Linked DNA regions of Sus scrofa: region 2 is linked to region 1. A link is a contact called in public HiChIP or PLAC-seq data. All regions are on one chromosome and are shown on one strand. The core of a region is the stretch at or near the end of the contact, and the rest is flanking DNA. Distances in the headings are between cores, read along the strand shown.

Evidence for each region. HiChIP or PLAC-seq counts read pairs in DNA pulled down with a chosen protein or histone mark.
Region 2: an H3K27ac HiChIP or PLAC-seq map of skeletal muscle shows a contact between it and region 1. The contact joins two enhancer-like sites. A contact is called at or near these places in 3 of 47 Hi-C or Micro-C datasets (liver and skeletal muscle) and 1 of 2 datasets of contacts at active chromatin or transcription factors (skeletal muscle).

Annotation. Positions count from the first base shown.
Region 1 is chr16:65,730,594-65,734,725 of Sscrofa11.1, forward strand. All of the region lies in intron 3 of ADAM19 (disintegrin and metalloproteinase domain-containing protein 19), which reads left to right. Among named protein-coding and RNA genes, the nearest start is that of ADAM19, 17 kb to the left of the region's middle. Within about 2 kb of position 2,233, at least 14 of the 83 cell types and tissues checked have an H3K27ac peak or open chromatin away from gene starts, as enhancers often do. A contact at or near this core is called in skeletal muscle, where this site is marked.
Region 2 is chr16:65,879,902-65,884,033 of Sscrofa11.1, forward strand. All of the region lies in intron 26 of CYFIP2 (cytoplasmic FMR1-interacting protein 2), which reads right to left. Among named protein-coding and RNA genes, the nearest start is that of FNDC9, 20 kb to the right of the region's middle. Within about 2 kb of position 2,255, at least 33 of the 83 cell types and tissues checked have an H3K27ac peak or open chromatin away from gene starts, as enhancers often do. A contact at or near this core is called in skeletal muscle, where this site is marked.

The DNA of each region.
Region 1 (4,132 bases), core at 983-3,482:
GTCCAGAACTCCTAGTGTGGCAGACCAAATGGATTGCCAGCCAATCTGATGTGATCTTTGTACAAGCCGAATTCTCAGCCCTAGAATAGTGGAGACCCTAAGCAGGATCTCCACTATTTCTAAATCATTAGAAACATGGTATCACTTTCTTAGGACTCATTGTACAAACTCAGTCTCAGCAACTACAAGTGGCCCTCTGGCAGGATGTAGCTGTGCAGTAGCCTCAGTAGTGGGAAGAGAGTATCAAGGTGCATCTACAACTGAGATAACCTAGATGTGTTGATTCTTATGGCTGTGAACACGTAAGCCCAAAATGTCATGATCCATGGAACAGGCTTGGGCTTTGGTACCAGAGAGACTCACAGTCAGTTGCAGGCATTGACACTTTCTGAGTAGGTGGCCTTCAGCAAGTCACTTGCCTACAGAATGTTGTTTCTTCATCTGTATTCACATTCATATCCCTTAGTGAGCATTTACTGGGAGCCAGTCACCTTGCAGAGGTACTTCACATGCCGTCTCATTTAATACTCATGGCAGCCCTTTTAAGAAGATATTCTTGTTGTTCACTTTTTATAAATGGAGAAATTCAAGTGTGAGAAATCGGAGTAGTTTTCCCCATGTCAGGCAGAGCCAGGAGTCAAACTCTGATCTCCATGCTTCTTGCTATAGTCTACCTCCTGCATAGACAATACACATTAGTAACTTCATTGCAGGGTTGGATAGGCTGAAAAATGTCCCCTACCCCCTAGGAGATCCACATTCTAATTCCTAGAACATGAAACTATGCTGCCTTATGTGGCTAAAAATCTTTGTTAGGTGTGACTAAATTACAGATTTTGAGAAGGGGAGATTATTGTGGATTTTCTGGGTGGACTGTAAATGCAGTCGCAAGTGTATTTGTAAGAGGAAGGCAGAGGGAGATTTGCTCACAGACAGAAGAGGAGAAGGCGTTGTGATCTTAGAGATGAGAGTAACGCAGCCACAAGCCAAGGGATGAGGGCAGCCATGAGAAGCTGGGAGAGGCCAGCAATGGAACCTCCCAGAAGTGCAGCCTTGCTGACAACTTGATTTCAGCTCAGTAATACTGACTTTTTCTTTTGGTCTCCAGAACCCTGAGAGAATAACTTTACATTAAGCCACCATGTTTGTAATAATTTGTTACACGGCAGCCACAGGTAACTAATACTCAGGGTTTGGGAGGCTTAGTGATCATGTATTTTGATGTGGTTAGTATAATGCCTGGCACATAACAAGCAGGATTTCAATGTATGTTAACTTTCATTAATGCAAAATCAAGAAGAGATGTTTTCTAAAGTGTCTTGGTGATGCAAAGCATTGCATGTGCCCCTGTCTTCAAGTAAGAACGTGACAAGAGAAAAACATATTGAGAAATAGTGTGTGGTTACCGTTTATCAACATTTCCCAAGTTCCGGGTCATGATGTCTGATGCTCAGTCTGGCTGAGGAATGATGGTCGGAAATGAATAATGATGTCATAACTCATGGGAACAGCTACAATGTAGGTGATGGCTATATAGCAACCTCTGTTTTGCAGTCTTTACATAGTTCATCTGAGTCATCACAGCAATCCTATGAAGCGTGGGTACCTGTATTAGCCCTATTTGGCAGATGGGGATGCTGAAGCAGGCATGGAGCAGTGTAACTTGCTCAAGCTCACCTGGATAGGAAGGGCAGAACCAGGACATAGAGCTAGATCTATTTGACTCCAAGCCCAGGCTCTTGGCTGTGGCCTCAGATTGCCTCTTGGATACGATGCGTTTGTTTTGTATGCTCTTCTTGGGTTAACACTGGTGTTACTGCTCTATTATTCCACCCTCCTCCTTTCCTTTCCTTCTGCCTTCCCTAGGTCCTGGTTAGAATTTGGATTTTAGTGAGAGTTCCTTTGTTGCACAGTGGATTAAGGATCCCGCAATGTCACTGCTATGGGTCAGGTCATTGTTATGGTGTGGGTTTCCTGACCTGGGAACTTCCACGTGCCGGGGGCATAGCCAAAAAAGAAAAAAACGAAAACAACTCTGGAATTTGAAGTTCAGTGGCCTGTAGTGTTGTACGCCAGGCAAATTGAATTCAGAGCCTGGATCCTTGCACCTACAAGCGGTATAAACTTTGGCAAGTTGCTTTTACCTTTGCGAGTCTCAGTTTCCTCATCCACACGATGGGGTTAATAATAGCTGTCACCTCATCGGATGTTGTGTGATATTCAATAACGTGATGCTCGTAAGGGCTTACCCTGTGCCTGGTGCACTGTGAGAGCCCAGTAAATAGTCGCTATTACTTGTATTTCAGGATGGGAAAAACATTTACGAATGAAGTAAGAGGGAATTCCCCCAAGTTGGTTTCCAAGTGTAATTAGGAAGATGACCTTAAAACCCATTGCCCCTGGGAGGAAACTCACTTCTGCTCTCCAGCTGTGCCCAGTTTGACCTAACTGTATCTCAAGAACACAGCTTTGCAGGCTTCTCTAGCTGGCTGAACTGTACCTCTTGTCCGTGCCTGCAGAATCGGTGCCCATGCCCTCCCTTGGCGAGGCCCTGAGCTATCTGATAAGGACTTGGGATTTGTTCACTGGTTCCGGCTCTCTCTCCTTCTAGGGACCCGCAGCCACGGCTGCCTGTGTAGCCAGGAAGGATGTCCATGGTTTTCTTTTGTCTCAAGCTTATTTCTCCTGGCGGCCCTTCTGCAGGAGCACGGGGTAAAATGAATGGGAGGAAGCTGTCAGCTGCCCTGTTGGCTGTAGGTGGGTCCTGGTCAGAGCGAAGGGAAGCTGTGTACTTGGAGGAAGTTGGGAATTTGAGGAACCCTTGACCACCAGGCTGTTTACCTTAAGGGAACAGTGATAGCTTGCATCCAGCGAGTGAGCATTTACACTGAACATACTATTTCTCATAGGTTTTTTAACCCTGTATAAATTTCCATGTAAATTCATCCAAATAGGTTCCTATTTTATCCCAAGTTTTAGAGCCTTTTTTTTTTTTTTTTTTTTTTTTTTTTTGTCTTTTTGCTATTTCTTTGGGCCGCTCCCGCGGCATGTGGAGTTTCCCAGGCTAGGGGTCGAATTGGAGCTGTAGCCCCCAGCCTATGCCAGAGCCACAGCAATGCGGGATCCGAGCCGCGTCTGCAACCTACACCACAGCTCATGGCAATGCTGGATCGTTAACCCACTGAGCAAGGGCAGGGACCAAACCCGCAACCTCATGGTTCCTAGTCGGATTCGTTAACCACTGCGCCATGACGGGAACTCCTTTTTTTTTTTTTTTTTTTTTTTTTTTTTTTTTTCCTTTTTTCTTTTTGGCCATGCCCACTGCACGCTGAAGATCCTGGCCAGGAATCAAACCCGAGCCACAGCAGTGACAATGCCAGATCTTTTACCTGCTGTACTACCTGGGAACTCCTATAGCTTATTTTTCTTCTGGCTAGGAAATACAGTGTGGGCAATCAACAATTATTTTTAAAAATTTACGTAACTTTTTGGAGTGTTTAAAACTTTGATAATAAAATTCTAGAAAAAAATTACCTAAGTAATAGAGTTTTAAATTACATGAGATCCAAACTTTATGTACTGTTCTGTAATTTGCTTATTTTATTATTTATCTTCAATATCTTTCCACATTAGCATATTTACAGACCATTTCATTCTTCTTTATGATAACCACTGAATGGATGGACCAAAATTTTAAAATCTCCCTACTGGACAGTTTTTCAATTTCTTGCTTTTATAAATAATACTGCACTTGTAAGCGTATACATAATCTTGAAGCATATTTGCAAGTATTTCTGTAGGATTGATACCTAGAAGTAGAATTGCAAGGTCATATAGCATATATGTTTAAAATGTTTTAAATTTTGACAAATTATACCTCACATTCCACAGATTCCTCCCCAAAGCTGTACCATTTGACATCCATACAGCACAGTATGGGAGTCTATTATGGATACATTCCCATGTAAGTTTATTGGATCATTTTTAATGGCTGTATGATATTATATTGTATCTGTATGCCTTAATTAACTTTTAAAATTTCTTACAATGAAAAATTATCGAGTGTACATAGAAGTGGAGAGAAAAATATAATGACTTCCCACACATCCATCATTCAGATTCAGTCATAAAG
Region 2 (4,132 bases), core at 1,005-3,504, 150 kb after region 1:
GCATATGTAGCAGGGATGGTCCTGGGGTCCCCTCATGCACCAACCATGATCGAGAGGCAGGGGTTGCTTCTAGAGAGGATTCTGACATCGCCCTTGGGCTCAGCCGGGAGCATCATTAATGTCAGCCTTGGGCTTGAACAGTGGCAGTGGCATTTAAGCTACGCACGCGTTGTCCTTGATTTCCAAGAACCATCATCCCCAACATTTTAATCACTTCACCTGTGTTACTGGACATTTGTCGTCTTCTTCTGGAAGTGCACCCAATACTTAATTCAGCCTCTGGGAAAAGGATATCTTTTGAAAAACTATTAATTTAGTGGACATGTTTTTTCCCCCAGGTATATTCAGATATAATTTATATATTATATTCTAAGCTTAAGGTATATAGCGTGATGACTGATACGCATATCGTGAAATGACTGCCACAATAGGTTATGTAATGCATTCTTCACCCCACACAATTACCATTTTTGTTGTGACTGTGGTCGTGAGAACATTTAAGATCTACTCTCCTAGCAGCTCTCCAGTACACAATATAGTATTGTTAACCACAGCCCCCACGGCAATGCCTTCGATCCCAGATATATTTTTAAGGTTGTCTTCTAGCCCCTTTCTTTCTGGCTATTTTTGAAAAAATAGAAAATGGAAATAAATAATACACTTTTTTTCTATAAAAGGAAAAATGTATAATCCCATCATCCAGAGGTCATCACCGATAATCTTTTGGGGCTTATCCTACCAGGTTTTTCCATGCATTAAACATCTAGGCATATATTTTATTTATTTATTTTTATTGTGTTTCTAGGGCTGCACCCGTGGCATTTGGAGGCTTCCAGGCTAGGGGTCAAATCGGAGCTGTAGCCGTCGGCCTACACCGGAGCCACAGCAACTTGGGATCCAAGCTGTGTCTATGACTTATACCACAGCTCATGGCAACGCTGGATCCTTAACCCACTGAATGAGGCCAAGGATCGAACCCACATCCTCATGGTTGCTACTTGGGTTCGTTAACCACTGAGCCATAACGGGAACTCCCTAAGCATATATTTTAAAATAAGAATGGCATATACAATATTGTTCTTCTGTAATCTACTTGTATCAGAGTATTCTATTAACATCTCCTCAGGTATAGTCCAGTTTCTACGTCACAGTCCAGAGTTTTGACTTCAGTGATTTTCCCTCCCTCCCTCCCACTGACCTGGAGCAGGTCTTTTAGTTTCTCTTTCCTGAGTGATCTTCCTATTCCTCAAAATTATTTGATAAATGAGTACACCAAAGTTCTGGCTCTCACAGCATCATCTTTCTTACAATCAGTCTCAGCAGATTCTGTTATTTTAGTGGGGTTTCTAGAGATTATATAACATTTCAAATTGACAAAGTTCCTAGTAGGAGAATTACAGACATTGGGATAAGAAACCAGAAGAGATGCTCTTTTGGGGGGATGCTCTTGGTGCCCCCTGAATTTTAACACCAAGAGGGTACATGCCAGCAAGCATCAGAGTAGACACCAAGGAAAGTAAGATTTGGCCATGGTCCTGATACAGACTTTCAGGGCCCCTCAGATTCTGCATCTCTAGCCTGACATCTCTGGCCATGTGATTGAACTGTGGAGGAAGAGATGGGTAATAAGAGACAGGGTTCGGGGAGCAGGCATGGATGAATTCTCTGGGCATCACAGGTCAAAGCTTGGAGTTCGAATTTTAAGTACTATGAGAAGCCACCTGTCAGTTTTAAGCAGGAGAGGCATGTTCTGATTTACAGTGATGATGTTTTTGCTGCTACATAGGCCAATCAGCTCTTTTTATCCCCTAATGTGTTACCTCCTAGCAAATTTCACCCTGAGCAAGAATGCAAAGGCAGTGACTCTCAAAGAAAACATTTCTCTTTTTTTCTTTTTTGGCTGTACCTTCAGTACATGGAAGTTCGTGGGCTAAGGATCGAATCTGAGCCACAGCTGCAGCAATGCTGGATTTTGAACCCACTGTGCTGGGTCGGGGATTGAATCTGTGCTGCTACAGACACCACCACATCCTTAACCCACTGCACCGCAGCGGGGACTCCCGGAAACATTTCTCTTAAACCAAGCACAGGGAGAAGGCACTGTTATTTTCTTTCCTTTAAAAGATCCAGAAGCAGAGGGAAAGTCTCCCCACCCACCAGGTCCCCTGGGAAGAGGGCAGCCAACAGCAGTGTCCTGAGTGCTCCCCGCCAGGCGCTCACAAACCTGAGTGGCCTCCTAATTTGGACTGGCTGGCTTCCCCAGCTTTGCCTTTTCATGATCCCGAACTCCTATTTCCTGCTCACAAATCAAACAGATGGGCAGCCTGAGAGTCGTGGCTGAGTTCCGCACTAGCAGATGCCTCTATCAATTAAAAAAATGAGGTCAGAGGTAGCTCTGGGGCACATGTTACCAAGAATAAATCTCACCAACTAGCGGAAGGAGCTGAAAAACAACAACAACCGTCATAACTTTTCTTCCTCCTTACACACCATGACCTTGTCTGCTCGGTGACCCTTATTCTTTCCAGATTGCATGATGCAGTTTCCTTTACACCCTCAAGTCTGTGTTATGAAAAATGTTAAATACACAAAGCATTTGAAAGAACAATGAACACCTCCATAGTCTCAATGTAGCGTCGCAGTGAACGTTGTGCCCTATCTGCTTTGGGATGCTCTCAGATTTAGTGAATGATGTGCAAGTCTGCTGAAGCCACTGCATCACTCAGCAATACACACTTCAGCACGCAACTCCTGCAAAAGAGGACATCTTCCTACGTAACCTCAGTATTGCGATCACCTACACTACACTAACATTTTCTTAGTTTTTCCTAAGGTATTCCCCCCCCCCTTTTTATTTTAAGCCCACACCTACAGCCTATGCAAGTTCTCAGGCCAGGGATCGAATCCAAATCAGAGCCACATCTTTAACCCCCTGTGCTGGGCCACAGATCCAACTGGCAACGTCACAGAGACAAGCCAGATCGTGAATCTACTGTACTATAGCAGGAGCTCCTAGGCTCTGGCTCTGGGTGGAAAAACTCTGAATCAGTTTTAGTTGACGCTCTAAATAGTATTTCCTTAAATGACATTCTGAGTTTGGAGGCAACAAAAAGACAGTAATACTAACATGAACACTTTCTGGGGGGCGGACTGACTCCAGTGAGTGTGGAGAAATGAGCTGGAAAACTGGAGGTGGAACCCCCACCACCACAGGAATCCCTTCCCTGGCTTTCCGGAGGGAGGAGGGGGGAACTGGACCCAACGAGAGAGCACAGCAGTCTAAACATTCCCTTATATGGCTGCACATAAGGTCAGTGTGTTTCCTGCAGACTGAGGTGAAGCCCCAAGGACACAGGGCCCGTGGAGCAGTCATGAAATTAGGCTTCTCACATCTACCTCCATCTTCCTCTGCACAGAAAGTATGAGCTGCAGCCTCCAGCCCCGCAAGGGGAACTCCGGGTGCAGTGGAAAGCTCCCTGGTGGTATGCTCCCTCTGCTTCTGCTCCGTGGGCCCCTCACTTCCAGGAGCTCCCTGGAGCCCTGGCTGAATAAATCATTTAATCTTATCTAATGTGTGTCTCTCCTCCCCATCTGTGCCTCCTTCAAACCATGCTATTCATTACTATGTCTCACCTCCACCCCTGCTCCCTCTTACCCTCCGAATTGCCAAGGAGAAAAAGAATGATTATTCTGGATTAGACTCCTGCCTGGGAAGGATCTACAGCCAGGAAACTGACCAAGAAAGCAGTTTTTCCTTCCCCCCAAATGCGTGTCAATGTCGCCCAAGGTTTGCATTTTCCAAAGGGTGGGAAATGGGGGTACAAGGCAATGGAAGGTCCTAAGGGTGAGTCACGGCAAGAACATTTTTTTCCTTTTGCGTTTCCTATTCATCTTTCTGACAACTCTAATGAGAGTGTCTCCATTGGGAACCAGCATGTCTTCCCATTTCTATAACATTTGCTAATCTCTGTTTTTAACAGAGAGAATGCACAGGCCTTAGGCGCAGGGCCTACACCAGCAGAAACTGGAATTATATCAGCTATATTGTTTTGACAATTTATTATTCTGGTTGTTTTCTAATGACAGCTAGAGATAATGACTTTTTTTTTTCCAGTGGAAGTAATATGAAGTT